Linked DNA regions of Mus musculus: regions 1 and 3 are each linked to region 2. The links are chromatin contacts, called in public HiCAR-type maps. All regions are on one chromosome and are shown on one strand. Each heading gives the region's core, a stretch centred on a gene start, on an enhancer-like site or on the middle of the called end of the contact. The rest is flanking DNA. Distances are from core to core; before and after follow the strand shown.

Region 1 (4,786 bases), core at 145-2,644, 580 kb after region 2:
CATAGCCACTTGCTTCCTAGAGAAAAATGGGTGCTGTCACGTGGTTAGAGATAATGATATGAAGTCAGGGGACATTGAACAGCTATTTGAAAACCCCCTTACCCCTTTAAGTATACCTCTCTACCTTCAACACTTACCACACCTGAACTTATTTAACAATAACATATATGTAGGCTTATGGTACTACAATATTATGTAATGCTAATATATAGAAGTGCATATTTGAAATTGGGGGAAACAGAAGGGGGAAAAAGCATTCGATAGGAGTCACTAAACATAATTCTTTATGAGAAAGTGGGTGAGTGAGTAGACCAGAAATCCATTTCCACAGATCTGAGATTCACCTTGGTACTGACACCAGCACCAGCCTCACTAAGATGACCTTGGAGTTCCCGCTGGGAACAGCATTTGCTACATCCCAATCCACCTAAACTGTAGCACTGTCAGGAGACTTTGTTGGGACTATTTCTGCCTCAGTTGATATGAAAATGAAGGAAAAAGTGAAACAAGACCAGAGAAATGTCAAGGCAGAGCTTGCTGGCACGCGCCAGTCTGCTTTTCCCTGTCACTGTTGGTGACATGTTTCATTATGACAGGAGTTATTTTCAGGTACTTAAAAAGGCCAATGGACATATTAATTATAACCTCATGAAGTAAAAGACACAATTTTTCATCAAATGAGGTTACAATTTCAATAGAATTTATTAATTCTCAGGTGTTTATGGCCTTCAACAGCTGGATTTCCAAAGTCATACCTGACAAATGAGCAAATCTTCAGCAAGCTTTTCATTTCTTTTTTATTTTTATTTTTGCAAAATATACACTGAAATCATAAAAGAGTTCCACAGAGAAATACTTTCAACTTTGAATTCTTTGACTCACATAGCATAGCCCCTACCTTCACAGCTAAAGTACACCATTGTGGAATTTCTCTGCCCTGGCAGTATGTAATTATTGGAAATAAGCAGTGCCCACTTCAGTTGGATTTGAGTGTGTGAGTCCATGGATTTGAGTGTGTTCTAGGTAACGCATGGTTGCAGCTCTCACATACATTTCCACTGTGATCCTCTTTGACTGTTCAAACTCTCCTAGCCTTTTTGGTGCAATGCAGAAATAATGCTGACATGAAGAGGGATGTTTAATTATAAACAAAGACTATAATCATAAGTGTAGATTTATATTTCAAAGCCATGACTTAACTCAAACTTTCTAAGTCAGTATTTATTAATACTTGGGATATAAAAACATTCTACAGTGTTACTCTATTCCGTTCATGGGAGCCTAGTGGGACAACACACTCTAGCTTCCTTGGCAAGAGAATGTGTCCAAGCCACTACCCTGTAGTCCACAGAACAAGGACAGAAGGGACTATGTGCTGCTCTAGGCAGAGCCAACTCTAAGCTCCCTCGGGAACTTGTCCCTTCTTTATTCTAGCTGGCTGGATGGGAAACAATCCTGGGATGGTTTTGAAAGTCTGGCAGAACCTCTTTGTGTCCATGAATGACTGGGAGAAGCAGTCACTTCCTGTCTGCTAGCAACAGGCATGTGGGAAACTCCTGAAAACAAGAAAGTGATACATTATGCTACTGACGGTTTGGGGCTTGTTAAAGCCGCTATCATTGCCTGGCAGCTAGAAGGCTGATCTCAGTCATTTAGTTAAAAGAAAAAAAAATCAAAAGCAGCCTTTTGAAGACATAACATATGATACATATATGTGTGTATACATAATACATTTTAGAAGTTACTTCAGTTTTATTCCAATTTGCACCACAACACATGCTCATCTTAAAGTTCTTGGGAAATTATGGAAATCACTATGCATACATGATTCGTAACAAGTATAAGATCCTGATACCAAATAAATAAAGAGTAGCTTCGTGGAGTACAGGATGTGTGTGTGCCTCATTTAACTTCTCAATTAGCAGGTAACTTATGGGGAAAGCACAGCAAAATGCTCAAGTTTGCCAGCTAGGAAGCTGCTCTTACTGAGCCCAGCAGTGGTTTCTACAATTGCTTCCAAATTTCCATGAAAACTAGCTCACAACCAGTTTTATAGCTCACTTTTTACCCATGGGAATGACTACTCGATGTCTCCAATTATGTGCTACAAAGACTCTGGGGGGAGGGGGGCACAGCCACTGTCCCTGCTGTGGAGAAGTAACAGACAACAACTGAGTGCAGGAGAGGTTTACGGGACCCATGGCCCATTGCTATGGGCTTGCTGTCAGCTGAGCAGGACAGTGGGTGGCATTTAGAAGAGAAAATCTGTTCACCTTACTGTGAGCCAAAGCAAGAGGAAATCAGGGGAAAGGTGGGGCACATCATATAGACCTTCAAAGGTACACTGCCAATTCCTTTAGTTAGGTCTACCCTCTTAAAAGCCTGTGATCTATGAACTTATCAGTGGTCCAACTGATAGGTTCAGGACCTTCATAACACATTCACCTCTCAACTGAACCATCAGCTGACAATGGAGCCATCAACACATGTGTATTAAGGGATCACTTCAGATTTAAGCCAGAACAGGTAGGGAAGGACAGGAACTGGATCTTGGAGTCTCAGAAAACAAAGACAAGTTTTACAGAGAGGACCTATCATATTCCAACCCTTAAATCAAGGAGATGAAGAGATGTTTCTCACACAGTGACTTAGGACAACTCACCAGATATATTTAGATCACTGCATAAGACCTTAATGAAAGCCACTCAGTATGGAACACAGCATATTATCATTTGCAATGCTGTAATAAGACAAAGACAGAGTAAAGACTATCTTGCAGAAAAAATGGCCAAACAAAATCTAAGTTATTATTTTATGCTCAGGCAGCACAAGTGAATGGACTTTAAGTGGTGTGCATTTGGTTTTTTTTAACATGATTTCTTTACCAGGGTTCTTCTAATGTCTTATAGAACACCGAAGTTCTTCATATGCCCATTGCCTTATCTTACAGAAAAGCTCTGGTCCATCCTGACCTCAGATGTCGTAGGACAACTGCCCTATGTACTCACCTGCTCAGTGTTTAAACCAATCCATCTTCAAATGCACTGGGCAAAAGCTGACCAAACCATACACATGATCTTTCTCTACCAACAAACATCTGGGGAGAGTAGCCTGTATTTAATATAGCTACCCCTGGGCAAAGTCCTCTCCCCCAACCTAGAAAGCCAAGTTTCTAATGGTTTCACTGTCTCTTTCTAATATCCAAACCGCCTATAGCTTCCAAAGTGAACAGCCTTGGTTCAGGGAAAGCCTTTACCTTTCCCTAATCCCCTTTCCAGCTTTAACCTGTTTCCTAATGCTCCTAACAGTAAGAAGACTGACTGATAGGAATCACTTGCTGCCAGTGGCGCCACCATAAGCACTAGTTTTTAATGCTCCTTCTAGCATGTCGCCCTCAGAAAAGAACCCTCATTGGTTGGTAGGGGTCATGATCTCCTGCTCCGGCACCTTCTCATGTCAACCTCTCCCCAGCCTATTGGATATTTCCTCAGGCTGGTTTTCATTTTATTACCGATTTTTGCATCTTCTAAGTACAGTACTGTTATTCACCCTAATACACCTATACTCTTTACCAGTGCACACTCCATAGATGAGCCCTCTTTTATATGAGAAGTTACTTAATTTCTTGGTTTAAAACCCTGCTTGGTTTTCTCTTAAGACCGTTGTGTGCCCAACTTGATTTTTTTTCAATGAGTAGATTTTAATATGAACACCACATAGAGAGAAAAACAAAATGAGCCTGCTTCATATACTCTTCATGATGCTACATCGAGTAAATAAGGCTGAGAAAGGGGGTTCTCATCCGCTGATTGCATTTGTATGATTGCATGACTCAATCACTGCTGATGGCTCTTGTAAGAAGTACTCTCTCTATAACCAGTGGCGTTCTTCATCCTCCCACGTCTTGCAAGCAGGAGTGAGCTTACTATCCATCAGTGGCTCCCAGACTCTCCTCAGCATTCTGCTGGAAGCCATGAATGACCATTTAGTTTCAACTTGTCCTTCAGAAAATGAATCTCCCTGGGCATCGGAAGAAATGTTCTGAAGAGCATTAAAAGACTGGCAATATATAGACCTCCAAAGATGTGTTTTTAGAATTGTGTGAAGTAAATTCAAACTAACCCTGCTCTTTTGTTTTGAGGGACCTGCACATTAATAATAAAATATTAGTATAATAATGAAAAATAGCTCATGGGGATATAAATTATAAAGTGAGTTGGTTTGCTGTGTGAATTATGATAACACATTTTAATCCAAAATGACAATGGAACTATTTTAAAAAAATAATTTCAAGTTCTTTCATTATGAGAGCCTAGATTCTCATAAAGCTATGATGTCAGTCACTAAGCCCTCTTATTTATCTCCAGATCTCCTTTCTCTGCTGTGTCCTATGGTGCAGTCATTTAGACATTCCTACTGGGCCAGCTTCTCCCTGTTAGGCTTTGCCATAAGGGGTATCAAAAGGAGATGAAGAGGCCGACAGAAGGGAACCTGACCTGCTCTCGGTAGGCCTGCATGGTCAGTTAGCATTGTCCAGCACTGGTACTTCATTCTAATCAAAGGCAGATGGCCAAAGTCGATGTTCCGTGTTTGTAAGTTCACAGAACCAGCTTCCCCATCCCCGTCTTCACTGACAAGCTAGCTGGTGTCTCCTCAGAAGTCTGACTTCTGGCTTCACGAGCTCTCTCTCACCTCTTGCCTCTCCATCATGTTGTGTGCTTGCTTTGTTTCCTACAACTGCTCTCTACCTAACATTCCAAGAGCCTCATCTCCTCCTTTCAATTTA
Region 2 (4,703 bases), core at 50-2,549:
CACCACCTCCAGCTGTATCTGAATGTTGCTGTGAGGCTATGTGAGTACTGCTCAGGGCTCAAGGGGAGGACTCATGGGCACAGGAAACAGCAGCAAAATGGTCATCACCAGGCCTTCATGATTCTGTTAGGCCAGCTAGCTTTGGGGTTGCCCACTCTCTAGGAGTCAATTAAAGTTTGAGTAAACTTCCTTGAGAGACAGTTGATGAAGCCTGAGCAAGACTTGTTATGCTTGGATTCTGCTGGTTCAGTTTTCCTGAGCACAAACACCTCCAGGGAGGAAGGAGCAGGGTTGGCTCTGGGAGAGGAAAACACAGTGGTAAAAATAAGGCCAATTCGACATCTTGATGGTATGTAGGGACCCTCGTATACAGAGGAGCAGGATTCCAGTACAGCCAGAACTAATTCACTGGTTTCTCTAACCACATGCTTAGCTTTCAGAACCTCTCCTTAACAAACTCCCGAGTCATGGTGCCTTTCTTCCTTTATGCATAGTGAGCATTGCCCACTGCCTGCTGGTTTTCTTCAGGGTCTTATGTATGTAATAAATCTACCAAAGAGACAGCCTACAGCGGGCCATTATGCAGTCACCCCCCTCTCCCCGCTTTAGTAATGTTGACTCCACTTAGCACTGAGTATAGTGTGCTGTAGGATCTGAGAGCTTGCAGGTGGGAGTTTGGCATCTAGTCCCAGGCCTCGATGATGGAGAAGCAGTGGCGTGGGTAAGGCAGTATCTTTGGCCTTTGTCTAGGAGACTGGGGCAGCTGCTCAGAATGCAAAGCTAGCTTCCTAGAGACAGTTGCTTTTGTCCTTGTGAAATACTTGGCTTTTCTTTATGAGCCCTGGCTGGACTTCTTATTGCTTTGGTGGCATCAGGGATGACTCAGAGACCAGGAAGCAAGTGTTGTGACTGTCACTGTCTCAGGGCAGTTCCATTCAGGCCTGTTGTCCTTTTAGTTGTTCAGCGGAGACATGTTTAGTTTGGTTTTACCTGTGCCAGCTCAGTCTGGGATGGGGTACAGAGACAGACTCTCAAAGGAGGACACTCTGGCTATAAACCTGCCAGGTCCTTCCCAGCTCTACCCCTTCCCTGATTGGTGTTTTCACATCTCCCAAGGATGGGAATTTTCAGAACAAAGCCCAGTACTTGGAGTGGTTATTTGCATGTCAATTTCCGGAATGCTTCTCCAACTTTCCCTTGTGCCATAGTGATGCTTTTGTATCTCTTCTGCTGGGGATAAATGGAGAGGAAGGGCTCGAAGTGGGTCAGCGCAGTGTCCTGGCACTTCCTTTGGCTGAGTCTTTGCCCAATGGGGTGGAAGCCAGACTTCCTTCTCCCTGGCCCTTCAGCTCCCCTATGCAGCCTTGCAGATCTGGGAGGTCTGCGTTCTTTATTGCAGCTTTGGGGTGAGCAGGCACCTGACCATGGGAATATTCTTTCCTCCGGTCACAGGCGTCTGTGAGGGACCCTAGTGGGGTCTAATGATGGTGCTTGCTGTGTTCTCACCATCTTTCCCTTTAACCCATTTCTTGCCTGTCCATATTCCTGGCTGGAAATAGTGTATATGTGTGTGTGGGGGGGGAAGGGCAGCGGGAGAGCAAATGGCAGGAGCAAGCTAGGGTTTCTTTTCCTGTGAGACAGTATCCAGGTCCTGCCTTACGGTCAATCAACTGTAAGTATCCTGTAGCACTGTCATAAAATGTGAGAATTAAAACATCTTTTTTCTATCAAAAGAGTCTTTGAAGTTATAGTCTTGGATGAATCTCGCAGAAGGGCATACAGGAAACAGTGTTCTACACACAGACTTTTTTTTTGTCTAGTTCCCTATCATGTGGGAAGTTCCTCCACACTAGTGTCTAAAAAGCAATTTTCTGGTCACTTTTCAAAAGGTCCCAACTGTGGCCTATGGGGATACTTGGGACCCCTGGGACCAAGACCATGGCTTGCCGTCTAGCAGGCTACCATGAAGAGGGTGTGGCACTTCTGAGCATGGACAGAATTCAAATAGTTCCCGCCGTCACCTGACATTCTGTTCTATTAAAATGATATTTTAAAAATTATATTAATTTTACCTTGGCAAATGTTTACTATGTAGATATAAGGTAATCAGAATGTTTATTATATAGTACACACATGTATTACATATTACAGCAGTAAAGCAACATCTAGTAAATTAAAAAGCAGGCGGAGGCCTCCGTTGTGAAGGTGAGTTTAAGCTACATGTCCTCCTCCAGCGGAACTGTGAGAGCTGTTGTTCTAGAAAGCCCACGTCTGCGCTTAGAGCTGGATTGTAATGCAAGACATTGGAATGTGCTATAGCATTGGGGAAAATCTACTCATATGATGAGCTAGATTTTATAGTTCTTAGGTAGTTTTGATTATAAAAATGTATCCCATTTTCTAGCATACTATCATGACTCTAAGGTATTTTCAAGTTTTTTTTTTTTGTTTTTTTTGTTTTTGTTTTTGTTTTTTTTTTTAAGACAGGGTTTCTCTGTATAGCCCTGGCTGTCCTGGAACTCACTTTGTAGACCAGGCTGGCCTTGAACTCAGAAATCTGCCTGCCTCTGCCTCCCAGGTGCTGGGATTAAAGGCATGCGCCGCCACTGCCTGGCTCCAAGTGTTTTTTAAATTAATTTTACTTTATGTGTATGAGTATTTTGTTTGCCCGTATGTCAGTGTCTGATGCCTGCAAAGGCCATAAGAGGAACTGGGTCCCCTGGAAATGGAGTTACAGACAGTTGTGACCTACCAGACGAGTGCTTGGAATTGAACCTAGGTCCTCTGGAAGAGCAGCCAGTGCTCTTAACTGCTGAGCCATCTCTTCAGACCACCCGCCCCCCTTTTAAATCAGTGCATTTAAGAAACCAGAAGTAAATGAAAACTAATACAGGAATTAGTTCCCGACTTTCTGAGGAAAACTCCAGGGGGAGGAGTGTGTACCCAGGGCCAGTTCTTCTTATAGGATGGACTCATTTTGCTTTTGTTGTGGGGGCCATGTGGCTTCAGTGTGTCTCCTTGTTGGCTTTCTACATGCCAGAGAGAGGTTAGAGGCAGGACCCCTGAGAAGGAGAACACCATCTTGGCTGGATACTGGAGATTTGACTGTTATTGATGATATTTCAACACCCACACTTTCCTTGGGTGCTAGAAATCTAGCAATTAGGAAGCTGTGTGGTCCTCCAACTCAGGACCACCTGGGATCTCAAACCAAACAGTGCCTCCTCAAGTCCTGTCTCCTCATTCACATGCTTCCTGGGATACAAATCATTTGCCCTCCCCCATGGCTTGAATCTAGACCTGAAATCCAGGAACTACAGATATCTCTGTATTCTGATTTATTTTTCAATTAGAGATTGGAATTGGTGCTCACTTGCAAATTCTGCCTTTGCCACCCAAGTCTGAAAGTTGTTAAATCAAATCTCATTGTGTTAATATCTTCCTATCTCATTAGCAGAGATTAAATTTGCTAATGTAATATGAAAATCACTAACATACTATGAGTGCAAACAGAAATCAAAATCTCTACAGACTTCCTAAAGGGAATGTTGAATGTGTAAACACGTCTCTCTAGTGGGTTGCTCTTGCTAACATGTGTGTGAGTGTTAAAGCCTGCATTTCCATTTGCCTTAAATGCTCCAGGCTGGGGTGAAAGGTGCAGGTGCTGGGTGGGAGACTGAGGGCAGAGGCAGGGCTGCAGAAATCACAGGCCATATTAATTACACTATCCCACATGTAGGGAAGAGCAGGGATATTTTCTTTATCCTTTCATTTGGTTAAGCGGAAGGAGAACACAGTTTATAGTTAGAACACTGAGTTGGCATTCCAGCCCTGCTGCTCACGGGCGAGTTTCTTTCACTATAAAATGGTAATTCAGGGTATGAACATTGTAGTTTTGTAAGAATCTTTTATTGTGGTTGTATTGAATTATATTCCTACCAGTGACACATAAGGACTCTCCTTTCTCACACACCCTCACAGGCATTTGTTGCTTGTTGGTTTTTTTTTAAATATTTATTTTTAGTTATGTGTATATGTGTGTGTGTATATTTGTGCATGTACACACGTGAGCATGTGTGTGTCTGCTCAAGGGCATGAGTGTGCGTGGGTATGTGTGTTGTCTCTCTGTGTGTGTATCTCTGTGTATGTGTGTGTGTGTGAGAGAGAGAGAGAGAGAGAGAGAGAGAGAGAGAGAGAGAGAGAGATCAGCATAAGAGTGCAGGTGTCTGTGGGGATCATAAGAGGACATCAGATCCCCCAGATCTGTAGGTACCTGCAATTGTGAGCCATATCCAACCTGGGTGCTGGGAAACAATCTTGGATGTTCTGCAAGAGCGGTCTGTGATTTAAGTGCCGAGCCAGCTCCTCAGGCCATTGTTGCTTGTTGTTGTTTGTTTTGTTTATGTTTTTGATAAAAGCCATTCCTAAAGGGAAAAATGGAACCTCAGTATAGCTTTACCTTGTATATCCCTGCTGGCTAAGGGTGCTGGACATTTTATATGTGTTTATTGGCAACTAATACTTCCTATTTTGAGAATCATTTGTTAGGTAAATTTGCCTAGTTACTGACTGGGTCGGTGGCTCCCACAAGAGCAGCATTTTGAGAAAGAGAACAGGCATATGAAAGTATTTCCTAGACTCGAGAGCAATCTTAGTCGATGCTTCTCATGGCATCTACCCTTTACCTCAACTTCTGCTATTAG
Region 3 (4,298 bases), core at 1,642-4,141, 950 kb after region 2:
GATGGAGAGATACTCTCTCAGAGAAACGTCCTAGCTCTGTATAAGGACGTTTAGCAATAAAACTGAAATAAACCTGAAAGCAATAGGCTATAAACTTGGTGGGTGTTTCTTTCAGAAAAACAAATATGTACACATACACATATGTAGATGTGTGTGTGTGTGTGTGTGTGTGTGTGTGTTGTGTCTTGGGAAAGTCACAACTGAATCAGCCGTGTAACTGGCACTGCTTTCTTATCCTAACCCAGTGCACCTACCTCATTAGGGACACAGCGGCACCCAAGTTCATACACATTTAAGAATGTATGCGCTTTTTAAAAAGCCCACATTATTAAAAGAGTTGCTGAGAAATGCCCCTATTTCTGAGAACTAAAACTGCTTCCTTGACAGCACTAGAAGGTGGTTTTCCCACAAATGGTATTCCTAGGGTGTACTAGGGAACTTTCTTTGGTGAAAACCGGATTTACAAAGGTTGCATCTTCCTGCCTTTAGTGGATCTCCCAAACAGATAAACATTTTCAAATTTAGCTTTTTTTTTTTTCCCTTAGAATCTGACCGAATATAGAACTTTGCTGGAGTGCAAAGACACCTTAGAAAATGTAGGGCTTCTGATGAATGAAAGGCCAGCTCAGACCCACCATGTTTTCTTTGAAGATTGCTATGGTGTGGATGTGAATGGCCCCTCACAGGCTCATAGATCCTCAGCTCTTACTCCTGTTTCATGGTATATGAATATACTCAAGCACACATGCAATCCTGTGAACACAGTCCCTTTTTATCGTGTGATAAAATAGAAATCCACACTTGACCCATCTTCCTGATAGCTTCTGTTGACCTTTCAATATTCACTTCATTTTCTAAGGCCCTCCCAACTAAAGGACATTTTGTTTTTGAGACAGAGCCTCATGTAGCCCAAGGGTATGGACTTAATCTCACTGTGTAGCCTAGGATGACCTTGAACTTTTGACCTCTTGCCTCTATTCTGTCAAGGTTGGGATTACTATGCCCAGTTAGTTGGAGCTTCATGCACACTAGACACTCTATTAACAGAGCAACTACTACACAGTCCCCACTTAAACTAGATTTTTAAGGTCAGCATTTCATTCAATATTATATCCCACACCAAAATATCAGCATCTAGCAGAGTTCGTTTTTTCATTCCCAAAGACATGGGACTGCGGGCTAAGAGGGAAGGAATATGGGCACTTGGGAATGGAGTAGTAGAGCAGGAGCACTCCTAGTGCTCCAAGATGACATGTCTTGCATATCACAACCTACAAACTCTCTTCCTTGTACAGTTAGACAAATGGAACCAGGGTAGCAAGTTCATGACTGACAGCTCTGAGATTCAGACAGGTTCCCAGGGCTGACCACCTATTCTAAACAAATTCTCCAACTTCTTTTGAAATAACTAAAATACTGCCCCTCCCATAGATTTGGTTCCTACCTTACAGTTCATAGAATCATAATAAAGACAAGTGTTTATATTGAACGGAATATATGTCTAATGCAACACTTTCTATTAAGGTTATAGACAATCCCTTCCTGATATAATTACATGGAGCATTAAACCTAATTCTTATCATTTGCAGATCACTATTCCTTTGTCAATGAGAATACTTGATTTTCGTATTTAAGCTTTGGCACTTTACTAATTTTTAACAAAATAGCAAGCCCAAACTCATAGCAGTCTATAAAGTTTAATCACACATCATATAATTTTCTAGCTCTAAATTATTTAGACTAATTTTCATTAGTCAAAATAGAATGAATATAAGCTGTAAAGATATAAGTAGTTTAAAACTAGATGATGCTAAAAAAATTGGTAGATGATATTTCCATTTATCTAAAATTCATGCCGGGCGTGGTGGCACACTCCTTTAATCCCAGCACTTGGGAAGCAGAGGCAGGCGAATTTCTGAGTTCGAGGACAGCCTGGTCTACAGAGTGAGTTCCAGGACAGCCCAGGCTACACAGAGAAACCCTGTCTCAAAATAAATAAATAAATAAATAAATAAATAAATAAATAAATAATAAAATTCATATGCTTCATTTAGTATTGGGACACAAAGAAGTCAGTGCCCTTTCTTGTAAGGACTTTTATAGAAATCGGAAGGAAATTTACAAACACTGGGCACGGAGCCAAAGCTCTCAGATTAACATAGAAGCAGATAATGCATTTCTATTTAATTAAGTAAAAGTTTTCAAAAAGTTAAAGATTAAATTTTGTTTTATTTTGTTTTGTTTTGTTCCTTTTACAATTAAATCAAACTTTTATTAGCAAACTCTCCTGGTTATCCTGATTGCAATTAACGCCACCTCTCTAACGGGTCAGCTCATTTAGGTGCAATCTGGGATCATTTGGATTTAACATGATGGTTATTACTTATTACCCTGAAACCAAGCAGCACAATGAGATATTGATTACTTTTAACCTTTACATCCAAGGATTCGAGAAAGGTCGGAGGAGGGGAGCATTCGACTCTCAGCTGGCAAGCAGCCTTTAGGAGAATTCAAATGATTCCCTTTGGCTAAGTAGACCCAAGATGAGTCCATTCTGAGCTGACAAGAAATAATGGTTCTTTAAAAAGTAACAGTCAGCCTATATTTGGCATTACATTTATATATTACGTTTATATAGTCTATGGCCTCAGAGGTGCTTCACGTGAGAGGCAGACTAAGGCTGTTAACCCTTAGTAAGTCTTTTTCCAGGAAGCATCTCTATTGGAAAGAGATATTCAAGAGGGCGATTAAAGTGTGTGATTTCCTGTAGCAGTTCTCACTGGAATACACTCATCTCCTCAAACTAAAATCTCTTGGTAGGTTCCCAAGGCTGAACACAACCGTTGGCCAGTGATGTTGGACACTGAGGTCTCTTTAGTTTCCTTTTTCCATGGCAGCACTGAGAAATACTTTTCACCCCTGAGCCACTGAAAAGCAGAGGTCTAGGCGGGCCCCAGCAGAACCACAGACAAGAGAAATATAAACTCTATGTGTGAGATTAATTTGCTCGACGCTTGGCAGCATTATTGCCAAGTCGTCAAATTGTTCCAAGTTGTTCCGGAAGGTTGTTATTAATAGTATGTTTTCTGAGGAAAGTTCTGTCTACTTTTGGAACGGCATTTCTGTTGCCAGGGAAACTCCTTTAAGCAGAGTTTTCTAGGAGCACACTGCTGCTTTTGTTTGCCCGTGTCTATTCATATCATCGAGGCGGCACTTTACACGCTCCCGCCTCCAGCCCCGGAATGGCGGAGCTTTAGCCCAGTTAAGTTGCTTTTGCAAACAGAGCTAATGCCTGCTAGGATTTCCTCTTCTTTTTCCCCCACTCCTCTCTCTTCCTCACATGCAATCACTCCCTCTCTCCTGCCTGCTCCTTTTCCCTCTAACGTGCCCAGATCTCACCATTCAAGATTAAAATAAATAATAATAAGATAGTTTTCACAAGTTTTTGATAAATTTACTTTGTTTTGAATAGTAACCCCATAGGTTCTAGCGTTAGAGCATCAGGCCTTCAAGTGTTAATTATCTTTTTCACTATAAAATTAATGTAGTCATTTCCTCCTGACTCCTCCACCCCATTTATTGAAGTGCGGAGGAAAACCTGTCAGAGCCTCCAGCCAGCCCTGCTGTTGTGATTAAACGTGGTCACATGGCCCATCTCTGCCAAAAGGAGGGCCCTGAGAAAAGGTGACAAAGACAGTGATTTCCTGTCAGCAAAGAGTAAGACAGGGCTGTCTAGAAGTGATGCAAATGAGGGAAACTTTCCCCCCACAGCTTGTTTGATCCACTCTAGGCCAGAGCCGGCCAGCCAGAGAGAGAACAGCGCCACAATGCCACAGGGCCAGCCCCAGAGCCAGCGCACCTTCCGGACAGCAGCACCACAGGAGACTCTTGGAGACTCTTGGCAGGGCTTCCCTTCCTCGACCTCTGTACAGAGCCAACTGTTTCCTAGCATCCTAGTCTCTAAAATCTTTCTTCTTTCCCTCCCCTTTAAAAAAAAAAGGTGAATCAAATAGAACTTACAAGCTCCAGCAGGAACTATTTTTCATAGGTTGTTTGGGAACATCCCATCGGCCTTTCCCCTAAACATTCCATGAAGAGTTTTGCCCTCTCTCAAATTAAAAAGAGAAAAATATAAATCTGAGTATCCATATCAAACAGTGATTCATCAATGCCCAAATTAATGTGACAGTTAATCTAAGGGCTTTTTGAACTTTAATAAAAATGAAGCAAGTTCATTTCTAGATAGCAGTGGAGATGGGTGGATTTTATTCAGTTCTGGTCACTTTAAAAATGACCAG

The links. HiCAR-type assays count read pairs that join an accessible place to other places.
Region 1: a contact with region 2 is called in a HiCAR-type map of astrocytes, with 2.4 times the contacts expected there. The contact joins two enhancer-like sites. A contact is called at or near these places in 4 of 115 datasets of contacts at active chromatin or transcription factors (astrocytes, embryonic stem cells, neural progenitor cells and 1 more) and 1 of 9 other capture datasets (embryonic tail).
Region 3: a contact with region 2 is called in a HiCAR-type map of astrocytes, with 6 times the contacts expected there. The contact joins two enhancer-like sites. A contact is called at or near these places in 5 of 115 datasets of contacts at active chromatin or transcription factors (astrocytes, embryonic stem cells, neural progenitor cells and 1 more) and 1 of 9 other capture datasets (embryonic stem cells).

Annotation. Positions count from the first base shown.
Region 1 is chr12:53,402,724-53,407,509 of GRCm38.p6, reverse strand. The region is part of intron 2 of Npas3 (neuronal PAS domain protein 3); the gene reads right to left. Among named protein-coding and RNA genes, the nearest start is that of 1700030L22Rik, 88 kb to the right of the region's middle. Within about 2 kb of position 1,394, at least 23 of the 459 cell types and tissues checked have an H3K27ac peak or open chromatin away from gene starts, as enhancers often do. A contact at or near this core is called in astrocytes, neural progenitor cells and stem cell-derived neural progenitor cells, where this site is marked.
Region 2 is chr12:53,978,252-53,982,954 of GRCm38.p6, reverse strand. All of the region lies in intron 6 of Npas3 (neuronal PAS domain protein 3), which reads right to left. Among named protein-coding and RNA genes, the nearest start is that of Gm35614, 150 kb to the right of the region's middle. Within about 2 kb of position 1,299, at least 38 of the 459 cell types and tissues checked have an H3K27ac peak or open chromatin away from gene starts, as enhancers often do. A contact at or near this core is called in astrocytes, neural progenitor cells and stem cell-derived neural progenitor cells, where this site is marked.
Region 3 is chr12:53,032,409-53,036,706 of GRCm38.p6, reverse strand. The region is part of intron 9 of Akap6 (A kinase (PRKA) anchor protein 6); the gene reads right to left. Among named protein-coding and RNA genes, the nearest start is that of Npas3, 210 kb to the left of the region's middle. Within about 2 kb of position 2,891, at least 157 of the 459 cell types and tissues checked have an H3K27ac peak or open chromatin away from gene starts, as enhancers often do. A contact at or near this core is called in astrocytes, neural progenitor cells and stem cell-derived neural progenitor cells, where this site is marked.